2 separate regions of the Mus musculus genome follow, and region 2 is linked to region 1. The links are chromatin contacts, called in public Hi-C maps. All regions are on one chromosome and are shown on one strand. Each heading gives the region's core, a stretch centred on a gene start, on an enhancer-like site or on the middle of the called end of the contact. The rest is flanking DNA. Distances are from core to core; before and after follow the strand shown.

Region 1 (3,736 bases), core at 471-2,970:
GGGAAGCAGCCTTGGCTTTGAAAAGCACACACCGTATCAGAGCCACACACTCTGTCTTGTCATTTATTTTTATTTTATTTTATTTTTTTAATTTTATTTTTTGGTTTTTCGAGACAGGATTTCTCTGTATAGCCCTGGCTGTCCTGGAACTCACTTTGTAGACCAGGCTGGCCTCGAACTCAGAAATCCGCCTGCCTCTGCCTCCCGAGTGCTGGGATTAAAGGCGTGTGCCACCATGCCCGGCTTGGTCATTTATTTTTTTAATATTAAAGTGATCCAATTTTTTTTTTTTTTTTGGGCAAGCTTTTAACAAGAACTGAATCTTTTGTTTGTTTGTTTTGTATTTGTTTTTTGAGACAGTCTTACTGTGAAGCTCTGGCTTACTATCCCTCTGCCTCATCCTCAAAAGTAGTTGGAGTTACAGATGTAGGCCACATGGACGAGGCGTTTCTGCGTCATAGCTAATTCATATACTCCTCACCACAGACTGCAGATTTAAGTAACCATGTCTCAAGATTGGGGCTTTTTTTTTTTTTCAGATGAAGAAATCCAAATTTAGTTGTGGCAAAGTAACTTGCTTTAAGTATAGGGTAAAGAGTCAGGATTAGCATAGTCCCCAGACAATCTGTATCCTGATCAGGCTTAAGCTCTTTTGTTCTACTCTCTCTCCTGTGTACGGAGGTAAACAGTTAAATAACTCCTCCTCTCTTTTCTTCTTTGCAGAGCCTCTCTCTCTCTCTCTCTCTCTCTCTCTCTCTCTCTCTCTCTCTCTCTCCATGTGTGTGTGTGTGAGACTTTTTAAAAACAAAAAACAACTAACCCCACATCCCACATATTTCTTAATATTTTTCTCTAACACAAGGTATTTCCCTTAAATACCACCTGCCTCTGCTTTCCAAGTGCTGGGATTAAAGTTTCTTTCCCTTTTCAAGAATAACAGACACTGCTGTGAGTCTTATTTTGCTGAGTCTTCTATCTGGATTCATGCTGGAAACATGTAGACTTTTTTTGTTGTTTTGTTTTTCAAGACAGGGGTTCTCTTTAAAGCCCTGGCTGCCCTGGAACTCACTCTGTAGACCAGCCTGGCCTTGAACTCAGAAATCCACCTGCCTCTGCTTTCCAAGTGCTGGGATTAAAGGCATGCGCCACCACCACTGCAGGCACATGTAGACTTTTTAAGAGATAATACCTTGTGTTGGACTGGACCCCACAGTTCTTTATAATTATTACAAAGTGTCACCTAAGATATGGAATGGATGGAGCAAAACCGAAACCGTTGAGATCATAACACGGACTGGAAACCAAGCAGAAAGCCTTGTTTTTAAAAGGCAAATGGCTACGTGCGGGTTTCACAATCAGGAGAGTTGGACGAGGAGACAGACGCCTGGGCGACCGCGCCCCGCTTCTGGATAGGAGCTGCATTCCCTATTGTGGGCTCAAGAGTCGGATCCTTGAGAACCCTTCCGAGTCCCCCGAGAGCCAGGCCATCAGATCGTCCCCAGAGCAGTCTTTGTAAAAGGCGTGGGGCGGGCAGCGCGCAGGGGTCACCGAAGGCGACCCTGTTTCCCCTCCATGCGAGCGTTCCCCAGAACCCTCCCGCCCGCATCACCACCACGGGTGGCGCCGGGGTCCCCAGACCCACCTTCAGCCTGGTGACAAGGCGACCAAGGACAGCCGCAGGGAGCTAGGCCACTGGCGCCGGCGGAAGCCGTGACCTAAGGAGCTGCCACTCGCCGCGCCAGCCCTGATGAGAGGGGGTGGCGTCGGCAAACCGGCGCTTCTCTCTCCCTTCTCACGCGCGAATCCCGTACATCTTAAGCTGTGAATGATCGCGACACGTTTTGAATAAGACGTGGATCCAGGCTGACAAGGTTTGCGAGCTTTTGCGCTGTCCTCTTCCCTGACCCGGTTCGTCACCACCCCTACAGATGGTGTCGCCCGGGTCGTCCCCGCCTCAGCCGCTCTGCTCAGGCCCAAGATGGCGGCCACCACACAGGGGCTCCTGCCGGCTGCTCTCCGCCGCTGAGCGCGCGCTAGCTCTGCTCGCTCTCCGACCTGCGTTCCACTAGGGGTTGGGAAGGGCGGCGGACGGTGCCGGGGGGAGATTGGCCTGGCAGGTGAGGACGGGAGACGGAAAGGAGCCTTCGGGTTGGGAGGAGGCCCTCAAGGGGATGGGTTCCCGCGTCGGCCCGGTGTCGCCCGGACGCGCTCCCGCGGTTTCGGTTGTGACAGTCTCCGTGGTTCCTGGAACAAGCGTTCCGCAAGGGGGAAGAGAAGTGACTTTTCCCCGGGCTGAAACCTCGGGGTGTTGGGGCGCGCCTATGCTTCCTCCTTGCCCTCCCTCCTGTCTAGTTCCTCTGAGCTTTCATCAGCTGGAGCTAAAAGTTAATCCGCGTCCAGCCTGGGCTCTTTCCCCTTGTACCGCCGTACTCCCCAAGCCTCCCCATCTCTGCCTTTCCCATCTTGGGCTCAGAGAACACGAGGCCAGCAGGTGCCTTCGTAGCTCCTTAATTCCAAAGACCCTTGAGAGGCTCATGCCACGCCTTGATAGAATTAACTTCTCTCGGCGCTACCACAATCACCACGTTTCCCAAGATCCCATTCCTAGTTTCCTTGCTTACGTACTTTTCAGGAAACCAGAAGTCAGGCCATATCCAGCCCCAGTACTCTGGCCCCTGTGACAAGGAGAACTTAAGCATCATCTATGCCTACTTTTCTACCCTTTAATTTTACGATTCCTTTGCCCCTTTCAAAGCCTTTCTTTACCTGAACGATTAAAGAGAGACTTCTCCCACTGTGAGCCCCAGGACTAGTCCAGATCCGTCTTTGCGTATTTCTCATTAGTTGACCTCAGCGTGAACGATCATTCTTGAGAAAGCAAGTATCTGGTATATATTCGAGATGAAGCAGAGGTAGTCGAAGTCACTGCCCTGGGGGAATTCCCGATATGGTGGGTTCAGTGCGTTCAGCACATTTATTTCTATTGCTTCGAGCACTGTGCTTGGTTTGGGAGATGCAAAGATGATCGCTTTTGGACACAATCATCATCCCTTGGCAAACACTCCTCCTGCCTCCTTTGTGCTAAGTAATGAAGCTTTACCTGGGGACAATGAAAAGCTTGCACCTGAGCCAGATCAAGAGGAATTTGCTAAGCCTGGGAGAACAAAGTTATTCCTGGGTGCAGAAGAGGGATTAAAAACTTGAGAAGGCTGAGCACTGTTGGGGAGATTTTTAACAAATCAAAAACTGGAAGAGTGGTTGGTGCAGACTGAAGGTGCAGATTAGGTCGGCTTGTGAGTGGTCTTGGAGCTTGTCTTGCATTTAGTCAGCAGGAAGCTGGTGCACACTTGGCAGGGAGTGGGCAGGAGGTATTTATGTCTTAGGATGATCTGGCATATAAGGCTATGCAGGACCAACCTGAGATAAGAAAACTAGATGCAGTGTCAGCCATTCAGGTAAGGCAACAAGAACCTTCGCTGAGGCAGGAGAAGAACCACCTGAAGAAATGAAGCAAATGCCACCTACATAGGGTTCCACCTGTGACTGCCAGTTTACTGGTAGTGGGTGAATGGTTTTTAGTCTGCGAAACTTGATGGTTGGTAATACCATTGAAATCGGTCTGAGACATGGACATAAAAAGAGGGTGGTGCCAACTTTGCTCTTACGCAGTGGCAAAACCACAACGTTCCCCAGCCCAAAGCATTATTTGGGAGTCTAGACCTCTGCTATTACAGTG
Region 2 (3,301 bases), core at 661-3,160, 3.7 Mb after region 1:
AGCAGTGACGAGACACCAAAAACATCTACCCTGAGGATGTCAGGTCCTCTTGATCTCTTCAGCCCCTGCCCATTTTCCAGCCTCGGAATAAGACAGTTTGGCCACAGAAAAGAAAAATGTAGCCCATTCAAACTGTACTGGAGAGGCTAAGGTGAGAGCTTTGTCATGAGTTCCAGGCTACCCTGGGCTACACGACAAGTGTCTGGGCAGCTAGGACTACATAATAAACCTGGCCAAAAAAAAAAAAAAAAAAAAAAAAAAATCCCGTTTGCTGATAGGAAAGAACAGCAGCTCTCCCGAGGCATGGACTCTACTGTCCTTTTATGATAACTGAACTTGGGTTAACTACTATACCTGTCTTTCGGCAGACTGTGAAAGCCTAGGACTATTTTGGTATAAGGCAGGTCTTTCTGTTACTCAAACTAGAGCTGTCTAAACTAACTTGTGTGTGCTCTCTGGTTTAAGTCACCTAGTTTCGTTACAATTACCTTGTGTCATACCTCTTAATACAAGTTGTCAAGGAATTTCCATAATTTAAGCTTTTCGAAAAAAGAGTAGACTCGACAAACCCAAGGCCTTAAGTAAAATAGTAGGCATTTTAGCCCACTGATGCAAATACAACTGCTTCTGGCGAACTGAATATACTCAAAGTTCAGGTGAAGTCAACTCACAGCCTCTAGGAGGAAACAGGTTCTTTAAAAAAAGGCTGACGCTGCGGCTTCGGCTCCCGAGCTTTTGCAACATTTGCGTTTACGACCTGTCGATCTATCACGTGAAGCAAAAGGGCAAATCTAAACAGCACTACTGGGGCCATTCACAACCTCACGCAAGCAGAGCAGGCAAACTGGCAAGAGGGGCCTTCGCCTAACTTTCTTTCAGTGAATGAAGACAACCAACCCAGCAAACGCAAATATACCAGCATCCAGACCAAAATAAATAACTGGGGATTTCTGTCACCTCCTCTTCATCTTTAATTTTTCTTAACGTCATCCACAGAAATAGGGTTTGTTTGCCTAGGAACACCGCAGACACTCGCAGCCCAAGAGGCAAGGGTGGCCACGTACTTTCCTGGGCCTGCCTCACAAGCGCCCCCCCCCCCCCCCAACCAATGACTCGATTGTTTCGCCCCGTGTGTGCCTCCATTACACCGTTTAAGCCGGAGCACGTGATCTAGGAGCGCAAACTTGCTACACTTTACACACTTCCCTGAGCCGGGCCACACTTGAATCTAAACAATTCCCAAAGGAGAACCGAACGTGCCCGATGCTGGATGACAGTCGCTCAGGTCTCGCCCTGGGGAGAGCCAGTTCCTACCCCTGCTGGCTGACAGCAGCTTACCCATTTGTCCAAGGGGACCTGGGCAAGGGACCCGGTGCCCTGGTACAGATCCAGGCTCAGCTGCTCCAGGCTCAGCTTCTCCTGCAGGAAGTGGCCCAGGTACCTCTGTAGGAGGTAGCGACAGGCCCTCTTCTTGATGGATTCTGAAAATGGCCAAGGCATGGTGAGGGCTGGCGGCTCGAGGGAGCCGGGGCTGCACGCGGCGGCGACTCGGGGGATCCGACCTGGGCTCCAGGCAGCGGCAGCGCCTCAGGGTCGGCCCGGCGGCGTCCCCAAGCCGCGGTGGGGATCTAGGTTCGCGGTGGCCGCTGCATGTCGGTTCGGCGCCGCCGTCCCTCAGGGCAACCCCATGGCCCGCGTCGCGACGCTCGCACTAGGCCCGGCGGGGACTGGGCGCTGAGCAGAACCGGGCGCCCCAAGCCGGGAGCTTCCGAAGCGCTCCGTCGGTAGGGAGACAGAGGGACAGACAGAGAGGGCTGGCGGCTGAGGCGAGACAAGACTCCGACGCGGCGCGACTAATTTGTTGTCATCTACTGGGCGCGCTCCCGCCTGAGACACGCTCCTGGCGCGTTCGCGAGACCCAGACTCCCGGCACGTACTCGAGCAACGGGCACAAGCGGAAGTGACGCCATATTGCGGGGCTGGAAAGGCAGGAAAAAAAGAGTCCGGGCCGGAGCATTTCCGGTGGTGAATGGGCGGGGCAACTGCGGGGGCGGGGGTGGTGCCGGCGCCGCGATCCTGGCCCCAGCAGTCTCCGGACGAGGAAGGATAAGAACATGGGCGCTCGCAGGTGAGTGGGCGGGCTGGCTGCGGCCCGTGGAGCCTCACCTTGCAGTCGCGGCCGGGTGGTGGGCGCCGGCGGACGCCCGGACTAGGGCTGACGGAGGTCTGGGGGCGGGTCCGGCCTGGGCTGTCCTGCGGGAAGTGATGCGGGGATGCAGGGCGAGGACTGGAGACCCGGCGTTTCTGTCCGGGTTCTGACCGATGCCTATTGTCATCAGGTTGCCCCCCCCCCCACCCCCTTGCCGGCTTTGTTTGCAAAGCATCTAGTAGTTTGCCGTTTGCAGAGCGCCACGCCGACGACCAGGAAACTTGGGATCGGGGCGATTGCGGGCAGTACGGTTTCCTCTGTTAAATCCTGGCGCTTCCCGACCCGCTGAGGGGCTGCTGCCTCCTGGAAGACTTTGTGCTCTCCGCAGGCTCTGCGCAGCCCGATTTTTATCTTTTAGGGAGACAGTCTGTGAAGAGGCGCAGCTGGCTCCTTAGGAGGGCAGCCCCTAAAGGCCCGGAAGTCTGCTGTCCTGGGTTAGATTCCTGACACTTGACACTGGGCCACCTTGAACCTATGCTACCCTCTCTGAGCCTACATTGCCACCTCAGCCAGGTGTGAGCAGATTAATATCATAAACTCGAAAATTGAGGCAAATGAAATGACGTGTGCCGGGAAGGAACCTAAACCGAGTCCTGGATTGAGGAGACCGAATTAAGGAATTCTGGCCCGTGAATGGGGCATCCTCAAAATGGGTTCTTTTGGTTTAGTTGGATTGGGTTTTGAGACAGTCTCTCACTGGGTAGGTAGTTGAGGTTGACTTTGAACTTATGTGGCCCAGACTGCCCTAGAAATTAGGGTCTCCCAAATGCTGAAATGTCAGGCTTGCACCACCACACACCATTCGGAGTCTTTATGTGCTTTGTAAGAAAGGGCCTCTTATTTTTAAAAGATGATATTTTAGTTGGAGACTTGGAGGTAGAAAGATACATGAACGTCTGAGTTATTTTTCAGATAAGAACACCACCTGCAAGGCTTACCACATGCGTAATGCTTGGTAAGTACCAGGAATTTGAGGAGGGAAGACAGGAAGGAGTGTAGCCATCGCAAGGAATGATGGAACTTTTGCTCTGGGTGAAATAAAAAGAAATGCTACATAATCTGGCCTAAGACTGCTAACTACAGTGTTGCTAA

What was found. A called contact is a pair of places that touch in the nucleus more often than the background predicts.
Region 2: a Hi-C map of CD4 T cells shows a contact between it and region 1, with 6 times the contacts expected there. The contact joins the promoter of Atg2b here to the promoter of Ndufb1 in region 1. A contact is called at or near these places in 1 of 39 promoter capture datasets (pre-B cells) and 1 of 484 Hi-C or Micro-C datasets (CD4 T cells).

What each region holds. Positions count from the first base shown.
Region 1 is chr12:101,974,018-101,977,753 of GRCm38.p6, forward strand. Ndufb1 (NADH:ubiquinone oxidoreductase subunit B1) reads right to left here and starts at 1,721. Exons shown (of 3, transcript NM_001378525.1): 1 at 1,643-1,721. It overlaps Cpsf2 (cleavage and polyadenylation specific factor 2), which reads left to right and starts at 1,957. Exons shown (of 15, transcript NM_016856.3): 1 at 1,957-2,117.
Region 2 is chr12:105,683,331-105,686,631 of GRCm38.p6, forward strand. Atg2b (autophagy related 2B) reads right to left here and starts at 1,911. Exons shown (of 42, transcript NM_029654.4): 1 at 1,339-1,911. The coding sequence starts at 1,500. It overlaps Gskip (GSK3B interacting protein), which reads left to right and starts at 2,022. Exons shown (of 3, transcript NM_178613.3): 1 at 2,022-2,128. The coding sequence starts at 2,115.